Regions from separate parts of the Gossypium hirsutum genome. Here region 2 is linked to region 1. Evidence: chromatin contacts called from public Hi-C data. All regions are on one chromosome and are shown on one strand. The core of a region is the stretch at or near the end of the contact, and the rest is flanking DNA. Distances in the headings are between cores, read along the strand shown.

Evidence for each region. A called contact is a pair of places that touch in the nucleus more often than the background predicts.
Region 2: a Hi-C map of leaf shows a contact between it and region 1, with 3 times the contacts expected there. The contact joins the promoter of LOC107888813 here to the promoter of LOC107938838 in region 1. A contact is called at or near these places in 7 of 34 Hi-C or Micro-C datasets (callus, hypocotyl and leaf).

Annotation. Positions count from the first base shown.
Region 1 is chrA01:54,511,443-54,517,595 of Gossypium_hirsutum_v2.1, reverse strand. It overlaps LOC107938838 (TBCC domain-containing protein 1), which reads left to right and starts at 3,727. Exons shown (of 8, transcript XM_041111740.1): 1 at 3,727-4,353. The coding sequence starts at 3,871.
Region 2 is chrA01:54,666,607-54,672,759 of Gossypium_hirsutum_v2.1, reverse strand. It overlaps LOC107888813 (60S ribosomal protein L6-1), which reads right to left and starts at 3,213. Exons shown (of 5, transcript XM_041111749.1): 1 at 2,886-3,213; 2 at 2,679-2,785; 3 at 1,810-1,991; 4 at 1,563-1,720. The coding sequence starts at 3,142. The coding sequence ends at 1,565. It overlaps TRNAK-UUU (transfer RNA lysine (anticodon UUU)), which reads right to left and starts at 3,482; the gene lies at 3,410-3,482.

The sequences.
Region 1 (6,153 bases), core at 2,478-4,977:
CTTGTTGCATGAGCCCAGTACCTGACAATCTAGGATATGTGAAAATGTAGAAAGGAGATATGTTTGTGATGTCTCCGATAAGGTAGCTATATTGCAAATTGGACTGACAGATCATGATCCGGCCTTGCGAGAGAACACATATTCAACTTAACAAGATGATATGAGGAGTTATGGTGGAATATGAATATGACTGATCTGTGATTATGAATTTTGAATTATGGGTCCAAGGTTGGCACAATGATGAGTCATTTGTAAACATGCATGGTTGTGAGAGATATGTATAAGTTGGCATATAGTGAACTCACATGTACTATGTATTATGTGTAAGTTGGTGAAATGTGTACGCATGGCTATTGTGTGTTATATCTAATTTGGCGAAGTGTTTCTGCCAGAGAACTCTAGATGACATTTTAGCGTATTGTGTTTGTACGATAGAGTCTCATGAAAAGTCTATTTTTCTTATTGGTATTGATGCTTGTTGATTAACAGTATTCCTATAAATTTTTTGTGTCTATTTTTGGAACTCGCTAAGTTCAATTGAACTTATTCTGTTACTTTTCCTTTTCAGGCGTGTTGATAATAGAGGAGGAATCGGTTGAAGGGGACTACGCCAGAACTGCGGTTATGAGTGAGCCACTTGCTTGTTTTTGTATCATGCATGACTATTTTGGCGGGTGGCATATAGATCAGTTTTGTAATCAACTTATGTAATTATCTATATCTTTTGCATTGTTTCTGTTTTAAAAAGAGAATTGCCCCTTACTCTGAAAGTATAGGCCAAACTCTAGTGATTTGTTGTTTATGAGATCATCATTTATATGTATACGTCAAAGTTGGATATAGATTTTTCTTTTAAATTCCTAACAATTTTATTTAAAAATGCATTAACTAAAAGGGAAATCTTCATAATTGTTTTTCTAAAAATTTAAGTTAAGTCGAAAGGTTTGAATTTGTCGGTAGCCCTAGTCCGTTGGGCAGTTTGTCTGACTGAATGTTATACGCCATGTTTTCTTGATGGGCTAAAGAGTGTTACAGTGTACCCTTTCCAACACCGTATAAGGGAACCTTCTTAAAATGATGCTAAAAACAATATTATGAGATGATCCTATCTATCTCTTAAAACGGAAAAAAAACAGATATTCAAACGAAAAAGGTTAAGTATGATTTTTGATCTCACAACTAGACCTGATCATGGGTTGACCGATTCGGGCCAAGCCAATGCAAAAATTTATGCCCATTTTCTAAGCTCAGGCCCGACCCGAAAAATGGCCCTAAAATTTTGTCCAGGCTCGACCCAAATTAAAAATGTTAAATCCCGTCAGTATTAATTTTTTTAGATTATTATTTTTATATAAAAACAAATTTAAAAAATATAATACATCAAATACACTAAAAATATTAAAATAAATATTTCCCAACAAATTGAAAATAAATGAAAAAAAGTGTTTATACTTAAATAACAATAAGATAATTGCAACTTAGCAAATAAATACCTCTAAAATAGACACAAAAAAAGAGCTATACAATATTCAAATAATAACAACAAAATAGAAACAATACAACAGCAAGATGGCAGCAAAACAACAACAAAAGAGAAAGTTTAGGTTGATTCAGGCCGAGCCAAGTTCGAGAAAGAAAATTTTACTCAAGACACAACCCATTTAAAAAACGGACATTATTTTCTATTCAAACTCATTTTCAAACCTATATTTTTATCTAAACTCTTCCATTTTTTGAGTGGGCATTCGGGTCTGAACGAATAATCTAACCTATGATTAAGTCTACTCATAACTCTAATATCGAAATTTGATCTACCCTTAACTAAAATATAATCTAATTACTCATAATATAAAAAAAAAAGAGTAACGGGATCAATGGCGCAAGCAAATTAAAGAAAGAAATTGAATTTTGTTTTTCTTTCCAAAGCCAAAACATGGAACCACCCTTCCCCTCCAATTTTCAGTGAAATTAATTTCTAGTGGTATACCCTTATACAATTTCTTAAAGGTAAATTAAATATTTATTTAAATAAAATATAAGGGATAAAATTTAATTCGATTAAATTCCTAATTAATATTTTTATAAATAATATTTAAATAAAAATAAAATTTTCTTAAAATCTAAAAAGCATTGCAGGTCAAATTGCTACTCTTATATCCAAATCTTCCAAGTGACTCTATATTTTTATTTATTCTTCACATTTTAGATTTATATTACATCCACATAGAAATTAAAAAATAAACGTAAAAATTAGTAGCATCATGTCTAAAAATTTATTAAAATAAAACACATAAATATGTCAATTTTTCGCGCACCATCAACATTGTAGGTGGTGTGGAGAACCACTAATGATGAGGGTTTTAAAGGTTTTGAAGTGATATTTGAGAAAAATTTAAGTTGCAAATTTCGTTTTGTAATCCTGATTTCGGAAAAAAGAATTATTTATAAGTGAAAAATAGCTTGAATAGTCTCGTATTGTATGATTGTTTTATTAGTAGAGTCTAATTTAAATATAAATTTATGTGTAATTTAGATATATCTTGTTGTGACGAACTTTATAATTGGTGAAGAGAATAATAATGAAATTAGATTTAATATGATGGTTGTGTTTGATGGCATCGCGAGGAAACTCTTTACATCGTGCAGGATGTACATGCATGAGAGCCGTAGTAGGTACCCAGGCAGGGGTATAACAAGTGTAAGTAATTGGTCATATTATATGTATGGTCTTTGTACTATACGATCATTTATTTAATCCCTCCTCTAGAATTAATCATTTGTATTTTTTTTAATTTTTTAATATGTACATTTATGGTTTTTAGGCTAATTTATTTCATCAATTTCTTTAAATAATTTGGCATAATTTATTTTTTAAACATGTGACATATACTTTTTTTTATTATAATCTAAAAATAAAAATAAAAAGAGGAAACTATGTATAAATTTCAGGGCGAATTGCACCAATAGTCATTAAACTATGGATAAGTGTTTTTTTGTCACTTAATTAAAAAAGTTATAATTTGATCACTAAATTATTCAAAAAATTCTATTTAAGTAATTGAACTATTAAAAAGTTTTTATTTAAGTCATTTGGCAATTATGTTATTTTTTTTAAAAAAGTTTGAGTTCCAAGTAATGATTTGACAATTGATATGATAGATCAACACTCATTGACGAGAAGAATAATAGTTGTTTGAATTTTTGTTTACAGATTCGTGACGTCTAAAACTATTTCATGAAAAAAGCTGAACTATAGAAGACAAAAAAGAGAGAGCTTTTGATTGGTTTAGATAATGTAAATAAAAAAAGTCATATAATATCGATTTTAACAGCTCAGTGACTTAAATGAAAACTTTTGAATAATTTAATGACCAAATTATAGTTTTTTAATTAAGTGATCAAAATAAAAATTTATTCATAATTTAGTCACTAATGGTACAATTTACCCTAAAATTTATCGAACTATATAAAAATATTAAGGCTACATTACCGCATGTTTGAAAAACCATATCAAACTTTTTGACATAATTAATGGAAAAAATATTTCAGGATTGAAAATATATATTAAAAAAAAAAACCAAAGAGATTAGATATAATCCAATTATAATAGAAGGACTAAATCTAACAAAATGCATAATAAAAGGACCTTTCTATAAAATTTGACCTAAATAACTGATTGCCTCTACTAACGTTACATCCCAGTAAATCCAGCCACGTCAGCGGTTCCACCATACCCGATCCCACCTAACCGCACCCAACCACTCACTCTTCCCCTTCAACAACATCATTCATTGCTCGAAGATCTGCAGAACAAAACTCTTCTATTTCATTTTTTTCATTAGCAAAAAAAGCCTATCTTAAATCAAAGCGATGGCCGACCCCATAGAACCATCAACGTCATCGAGCGACCCGAATTCGATTCCAATACCGACCGCTATCTTACACCCGCGACGCGAGCCTTTCGAGCACGGTCTCCTAACAATCCAGAAGCTCATATTCAACGACCCCGTCCAAGCACTAACCCCTCTAAAGCAAAAATTCGCATCCCCCTCAACTCAACGAGTCGACTCGGCGGCCCTCGCTGAATTGCTACAGATCTCATTCGACCATTCGCGTCTCGTCCTTGAAACTCTCGCTTCTGTCCTCCACTCGGAACCCGACCCGCTCGTAACCGCCCTGCCGGATGATGTCGACTCCATTGGTGCCGATTTGCGTGATCTGATCCTGTTTTTGTATATTCAATCGTATAAGAGGCTTTTGCCGCGCTCGCACAAGGACTCCGCTGCGGTTGCCGATGTCTGGCCTTCCATGTCAGCATTCGATGGTTACTTGTCGGCCCTTTCGCCTTTGCAGGTAAGGAGCCTGACCCTTCGCTATCCCTTTTTTTTTTCTTTTTTGGTGAAATGTGTTTTTTTTAATTGAATTTGTGGTTATTGGAACTTAGGTGGTTATTGATTTAATTTCAATGTCGTTTATACAATTATGGTAGATTGATGGTTACTTTTAGGAAAATAAACGCCTTTGATGCTGTGGGCTTATGAAATTCGCGAAAAGTTGACTCTTGCTCGGCATTGGGAAAGAACAAATGTGATTCTGTTTTGACTAACGGAAAGATGTCTTCGAGGATTTAATCTTTTAGATAACTGAGGCTATGTTTGGTTTTGGAAATAGGATGCAAAATCTCTTAGTAAACTAAAGGCAATAATATTTTTGAAGTATTAATTTAACTTTCAGATGCCAACAATGCGTGATATATGTTTATATGGAACAATTATGTGTGAGTTTGCTTAACATTTTACCATTATTTTTTTTATTGATAAAATAGGATTTTGTTTTAATTTTTTGTAAAATTCCATTTGGTTGATGTTTTTGTCGCTTGCTTTTTGAAGCAAAAAGGATGTGCAATGCATACTTCTTGAACAATGCATTTATAAAAACAATAATTTTAATAAATTAAAGTTAAAATACAATTCCCAATGAGGCCTTGGCCCAAATGGTAAAGGCGGAGGCCTTGGGTCCCAGGTTTGAGACTTACCATGCGTAATTATATGCGTAGGTGTTTGAGTCCCATCTGTGCAGTTGTCGTGTGAGTTTTAGTCGAGTTTCTTAGCTTTCGTATAATTTTATGCATGGTGTCTGAGTCCCATCATGTGCAGTTGTCATGTGTGAGTTTTAGTCTAGTTTCTTAGCTTTAGTATGGATTGTACTAGTTCTTAGTCTATTTGTGCTGCAATGGTTCGATTCTACTTTGTGGTACCTTGGGTAGTCCGTTGTAATAGTTTGATGCTTGTGGTTACTTGGACATGTATTTGTACCTTGATTGTACTTGTTACACTTAAGAAAAAGAAGTTAAAAAAGTAAAATTGATTTTGTAAGTAAACTGCATGAGTATGCCTTTATGTAGAAAATTATATGTTGGCGTTGCATTTTAGTTATATTCATTTTTAATAAATTATTAAGTTGCTCAATTATTTACTTTTTTTTAATACTAACTTTTAGGAGGTGAAAGGCAAATAGAGGAAAATAAGTCGTAATCATAAAATAACAACCAAATAGATCATAAATCATTCAGCTAAAGGCAAAAAAAAAAAAAAAAAAAAAAGAAAAAAGAAAAGAAAAGAAAACCCAAATAGACCATTAGAAAAGAAAAAGAAATCTGCAAAAGTGATAAATAAAAGGAAGCATAAGTTTAAAATTATAGTATTCATTGTGTTTGGTTGTACTGTTTGTTTTCTTAATTTAATTCTTCATCCAAAACATTGTTGCATTTAACCTTAGGAAGTTGGGATGGGTGTTGGACACAAATAATCATTAATTTAGCCAAACCCAAATAGATCATTAGAAAGAAAAAAGCAAGTAGCAGAAGTGAAAACCAAGAGGGAGCATAAGTTTAAAATTATAGTCTGCTGTATTTGGTTATACTGTTTGTTTTCTTATTTTTAGTTCTACGGAATGTATTGTTGCACTTTTAAGCCTAAGAAGATGAGATGGGCCCTGGGTACAAACGTAATGAATAGAGATGCAGTGTTTTGAATTGCTTAGTTTGATTGTTCATGTTTTTATTTTTTCCATCTCCCTGCTGCTTTAAGATTTCTATAATATATGACTAATTTAGCTGGTACCGTGTCTGGGAAGATTATTATTAGTATTTCA
Region 2 (6,153 bases), core at 1,964-4,463, 160 kb before region 1:
GTAAAATAACCAAATCATATAAAGACTAATGACTTAAGTTTTAGATTTAGTTTCACCTGATTCAGATCTATATGTTTACTTTTTCCCATTGCAAGTATAATGGTAAAAACTTGAATTTTGGTATTCTATTATGCTCACATTTCATATTTTAGTATTTTACATATTTTTTAATTTCTCAATATATTTATTATAGTATGCTCAATTAATCATCCGCATTTTATAAGAACATTAAGAGATAAATGGTAACCACGAGTTAAAACTACTTCATACTAATACAAAAATCAAACCGTCGACCGCTAATTAAGCAAACAAAACTCTTGTCATCTCACTAACTCTCGTGATTATTTAATCTTTACATTTTAGTTTGATATAAACATCAATAAATCTAAATAGTTAACATTAAATGTTAGCTATTTTAATTAATTTTGTTACAGTCAATATTTTTTAGTGAAATACTATTTCATCAAAAACATTTATTTTAGTGGCATGATGAAATTAAATAAGTGTTACTAAAAAAACACCATGTCAGCTATCAAAAATATTAAAGGTGATAATTTGAACTAATAAATAGCATGACCTTTTTTTCAAATTCATTATAAGATATTTGTAGAATTCTGGTTTAGATCTCACTACCATGTTTGGGATTTAAATTTTATATTTTAATTTAACATAAGCCTTAGTTCAAATTGTTATTATCTTTAACTATATTGATTAAAATGATTATATCTCTTAAAAACATGTTTCTAACACCATATATATATATATATTCGCATGGAATTGGAATGGATATCTTTAAGAAAATCTCAATTTCAACATTTTAAATAAAATAATTAAGAATATCAACTATTTCAACAAAATAATGATCTTATGTAAAAAATCAAATTTTATCGAACTAAATAATAGATACTTCTAAATTTAAACATAGTAATCGAAAACAGTCTATGCCCAACACAATAATGTCATTTAATTTAATTTAAATGATATAAGTGATCATATATTTACTGAAGATAGCAAGGTTATATTTACTTAAGATAACAAAAAAAATCATATATATATGCTTTAAAAATGATAAAAAAATATGTTTGAATAAAATTTACTCATATTTCATTATTCATACTAATTACTTTTGGTTGACTATTATTTATGAAATTTTACGAAATTAATTATAAAAAGAAATTTCCAGTCAAAGCTGGGAAATTATAACTAGATATAAAATATAGGAGAGTGGGCTTTAAGGTTTTTTTTTTATATATAAATATTAAATTACCCATCTAACTTTACTCTTTTGTAAATTTATTTTTTATTATTTTTCTTTTTAGCTGGCAAAATCATAATGGTTTTCCCTTACAACACTCTAGTATCTAGTGGGCAAAATTCCATACAATTAACTTCAATAACAAAAAATAAAAACAAAATCCAGTGGAGATTAGAAGAAAACAAAAATGGAAATTTGGGGTTCTTGCCTCAGATTTAGGTTTACCTATATAGCATCCGAAAATAGGATCAATGATACTCAAAAACCGAAACAACACCAATGTAAAAGCACTTAGCTAACAACTTACTTCTAGAAGACAAGTTCATGCGGTTTCATGCCAGACTTTAGCGAAAATCTTGCGGCAAGGTAGGCCTTCAAGTCTGGGACTCCCTCGATGGACTTTATTAAAGAGGCATCGACAGATTTCTGATCTTCCTTCTTGTCTTCTGGCAGTTCCGTCTTATCCTATACCATTTCGATAAAATTAAAGGAACTCAAATCAGATTTGCTTAATTATGACAAGCTTATATAATAGTAAATGCAATATAACTAACCTCTTTTTCAGCTTCAAAAAACTCCCCTTCGCTCTTCTTCGTTTTCTTGTCTACTTCCTTGGCAAAGTACTTGTCATCAAACTTCTCTACGTTAACTCCGGAGATGTCAACCTTACTGGAAGTCGCAATGACATAGGATTGGTTCACACGCCTTAAAGGAACGCCATTAATCTTGAACGGTCCTACAATGAAAACAAGTTCCCCACATATGAGCAAAGCATGAAATTCAAACAACCAACAAGTAATGATAACCGAGCCTCCTCCTTAAGCCAGGAGAGGCAATCATAGATACCAAAACAGTTAGCATACAAGTAAATCTCAGGTTATGATTTCACGATCGCAGCACTTAAACACCAGACCATTGAATGTTAAACAGGATATATTATGATAGAATCTAACATATAAGTAGAAGTAGAACCAAAGCCAAAATACAGCAATAGAAAAAACATCAGTTCAAGCATTCAGAGTCCATACTACAGATATTGACATTATTAAAAAAAAAATAGTAGAGTTAAGCATGATTTGAAACTTTCTCAAACACAAGGGTGTACATTTTTACCGAGTCTGTGGTACTCTTCAACCGGGTCTCAACTCTCTTATTTTAAGAAGAATAGAGATTATTTTGAGGACAATTTGTCTTTTTCATACAGATTCTAGAAACATATTTGCAGATAAAGAAATTTGAAGCCAAAACAGGATAATTTTTAATAATTCAACTTTGGCATACTTGGGTTGTTATATCATTTTATGAAATTTGTTAAAATAAAATTTTCAGATATGGGTCTAGTATCTATAATATCATTCCATAAAACAAATTCCAAATAAACATTCAGCAAATGAAACAAAAGTTAGAGGATAAAAATGGTTACCAGTAACCAAAAGAAGCCCAGAAGGAAGTTGCTTTAAGAAAACAACTCTCTTCCCCATAAATCTACCAGCCAACAAAATCAGCACCGTCCCAGGCGTAATGCTTGCTCTAAACAAATTAAACCCCCCAAAAAAATGATCCAACATTAAGAAAGTAGCAACTTCTAAAATATCTACAAAACAAATAAATAATGATTAGAGAGAAGAACCTGAGCTTGGTGGGTTTAGGCTTGCGCTTGTTGAGAAGGGGCTTCTTGACATGATCAGCAGGGTAAAACTTGGGGGGTTTCTCGGCGGAGGCGGGGACCTTAGGTTTGGGGTCATGGCGGGGAAAAAAGCCGCCGTTTTTGGCCTTGATGGCCCAAAGGCCACGCTTGTGGTACATCTTAGACCTGGAATACTTGCCGACGCCACGAATGAGATCTGGGTTTCGGGACTTGACGGGGGTCTTCCTTTTGGCCGCCATATTCTTCTCTAAACCCTTACGCTCTGATGCTGATGTTCAGTGAGGCGTCTAAACGATGCATTCATTGACTCCAAGTGATTAGGGTTTTTTATGGTGAATTCAGTTTCCAACTGACTTTCGGGTTTGGGCTTGATTGCATGATCCAATCCAAAATAATGGCCCAATTTTGTTGGACGTAAAGACATTCTTTTCCCGTTTTCGAGAACAAAAGTAATGAAAGCCCAAATAACCAGCCGAAAATGAGCAGTGGAATAACAAAAAAATAGACGCCGTCTGTGGGAATCGAACCCACGACCACATGGTTAAAAGCCATGATATCTCCCGACTGAGCAAAAACGGCGGGGCCGGTTACTTTCCGATAATTAATATTTGATTTTTAAAATGGATTAATTAACTTTACCCGATAATAGTTAGAATAATTTTCAAGTTTGTACATTTTCTTATTCAAAAATACATATGTTTTGATTTCGTGTAATTACATGTTTAACTTTGATTTTTATCAACTATTGTATACTCGTATGCTACTAGCTTCATTCCTAACCATTCCAATCACCTCGTAATGCTCAATTAGTATAAAGATATCCTTATATAAGGTTCAATCTCATTAAAACTCTTTTTTTTTTTAAATAATTTTAGTTTATAAGTGTAATTTTAAATTTTAGATCAATTTATCCTTTATTTTTTATTGTTTTAATCACTTTAATCTTTTTTTTCGAAAAAAACAAGTCTAATTAAAAAATAAAAATTCCTTTTTTTTTCTTAACAATGGAATAGTAGACGTTATATTATATTTATTGTGATGATTTATTTATTAGTATATTAATTATTTTAATATGATTGATGATACAATCATTTTTTTTATGAATTATTATAATTAATAATTATATATTTACTTTAACATCATATGGTTACTCATTAATATATAAATTGTAATACAAAATAAGAATTACAATGATTCGTAATTTTATGAGAATTGAGACTAAAAAATATTAAAAACTAAATTTGTTAAAAAAAAAAACAAATTCTATAACAAGGTCTATTTAGTAATATGTATTTTTAGATAATCTTACAATTTGTCAAACAAACACTTGAATCCTATACTTCAACTAAATTATCCAAATAAGGTAATGTAACATATTTGACATTCTGCTCTATAAATTTTGTATTATAATCCTATTACAAAACTAATTTTACTTTCCTTGAACCAGACTCCTCTCATTATTTAAAGTACAAAAATAATATTTAGCCAAAGATGAAAATGAATTAATCTTTTTGCTTAATGTCACTAGTAAGTGAAAATGAATTAAAATTTCATATATATAATTAAAACAAACCAAAATTTTAGTATTGCATTGCAAATTGAATTTATTGTGTAATTTGAAAGTTTATCTCAGATAAAATTCTCAACGTCATTCAAATAGTAATGGATCTTTACATTTAATTTGAAACATATGATAAATTCTTATATGTTAGCTTCGATTTTCCAAAAAAAATTTCAAAATTCAATCAAATGTGTATAATTTATTTTCAAGTGTTTCAAACTTAAAAAATAATATTCTCAAATGACTTAGATAATTCACAAATATTTTTGAACAACTCCAACACCTTTCAAAATTGTTTCTAAGCATTAAAATGCATTTCTCAGGTCAAGTATTGAGACATAGTCCTCAAATTCTCAATATCTCCCAACCAATTTCAAACAAGCATTTTGACAAAGGTATAGTATGATACTTATGTGCCAAGTCTCGAGGCTTAGCACTGCGAGTATCAAGACTTATAGAATAGTAAGCATAGGCCTTTTGAGAGCAATATAGTCTTGAAACTTATTGGCTTAAGTATCGAGACTTACTCCTCAAGTCTTGAGACTTGTTGTTAGGTATTGAGACCTCAAGATTTTTAATGGTTATTTTTCAACCAAGTCTTGATACATGTCCTTTAAGTATTGAGACTTGACTCTATAATTTGTATTAAATGCTCAAGATTAATTCTTCTAATGGTTAGAAACTCCTTCCAATGGCTTCAAACGTTAAAAATTGGTTAGAGGATATATATTCAAGTCAAGAACACTTGAAGACTATAGAGAGCAACATTAAAGCTAAACGATGACGAGAAAATTCTTCAAATCTTCATTCTTTCATTTTCTCTTGTAAATATTCTTTAGGAGCTTAGTGTCAAATCTTTTATCATTCACATATATTTGTATGTATAGCTCATACTTGTAAACATCTACCTTCATAGAGGCTGCCATTATTCTTTATTCATCTTGTCACCAATTGTAAATTAGGATTACTTTAGTTGAGTCATAAAAACTAAAGAGGGTTCTAGTTTAACCATAAAAGTTAGGGGAAATGTTCTATCTAAGCTTTGAGAAAAATATAGAATTGTAAATGTTATACCTTCTCCTTGAAAGATATCAATTCTTATAGTGAATTGAGAAATCATTGGTTACCAAGGTAGTGAATGTAGGGAATTGGAGTCAAACTACTATAAATCGATTTTTCCAAGCAATTCTCTTTTTCTCTTTTAATTTGGAATAATTTGTAAAGATTTTTAAAATACCAATTCACCCTCTTGGTAATTTCACGCCTAAAATTAACGTTATTTATGATTTTTTTTCCATCATTACAATATTGGTGAAAGAAGGATGATAGGATTTGAACCTGTAACATCTAGAAGTTAGAAAAAAATTTAACCACTACTTCAAACAAGACTGGACATTATTTATGAACTTAATCCACAATCAATGTATTAAAAGCCACTTCTATACTCGTATTTGTAAATGAATAATTATTTGATACAAAGTAGATACATTATTACTTAACTCCATTAAAAATATTGGAGAAAAAAAGCAAGAGTTACTAGAACTAATTATTTGGTGGTTCTTATATAGATGTTGAAAACATACATTTCCTTAGATGTTGATTTTATTTTTAATCACCGTACACAACTCCATGAAGCTTTATCTCATTTTGCATTTTTTATTATTAATTTAATATTATAAAATTTATAAG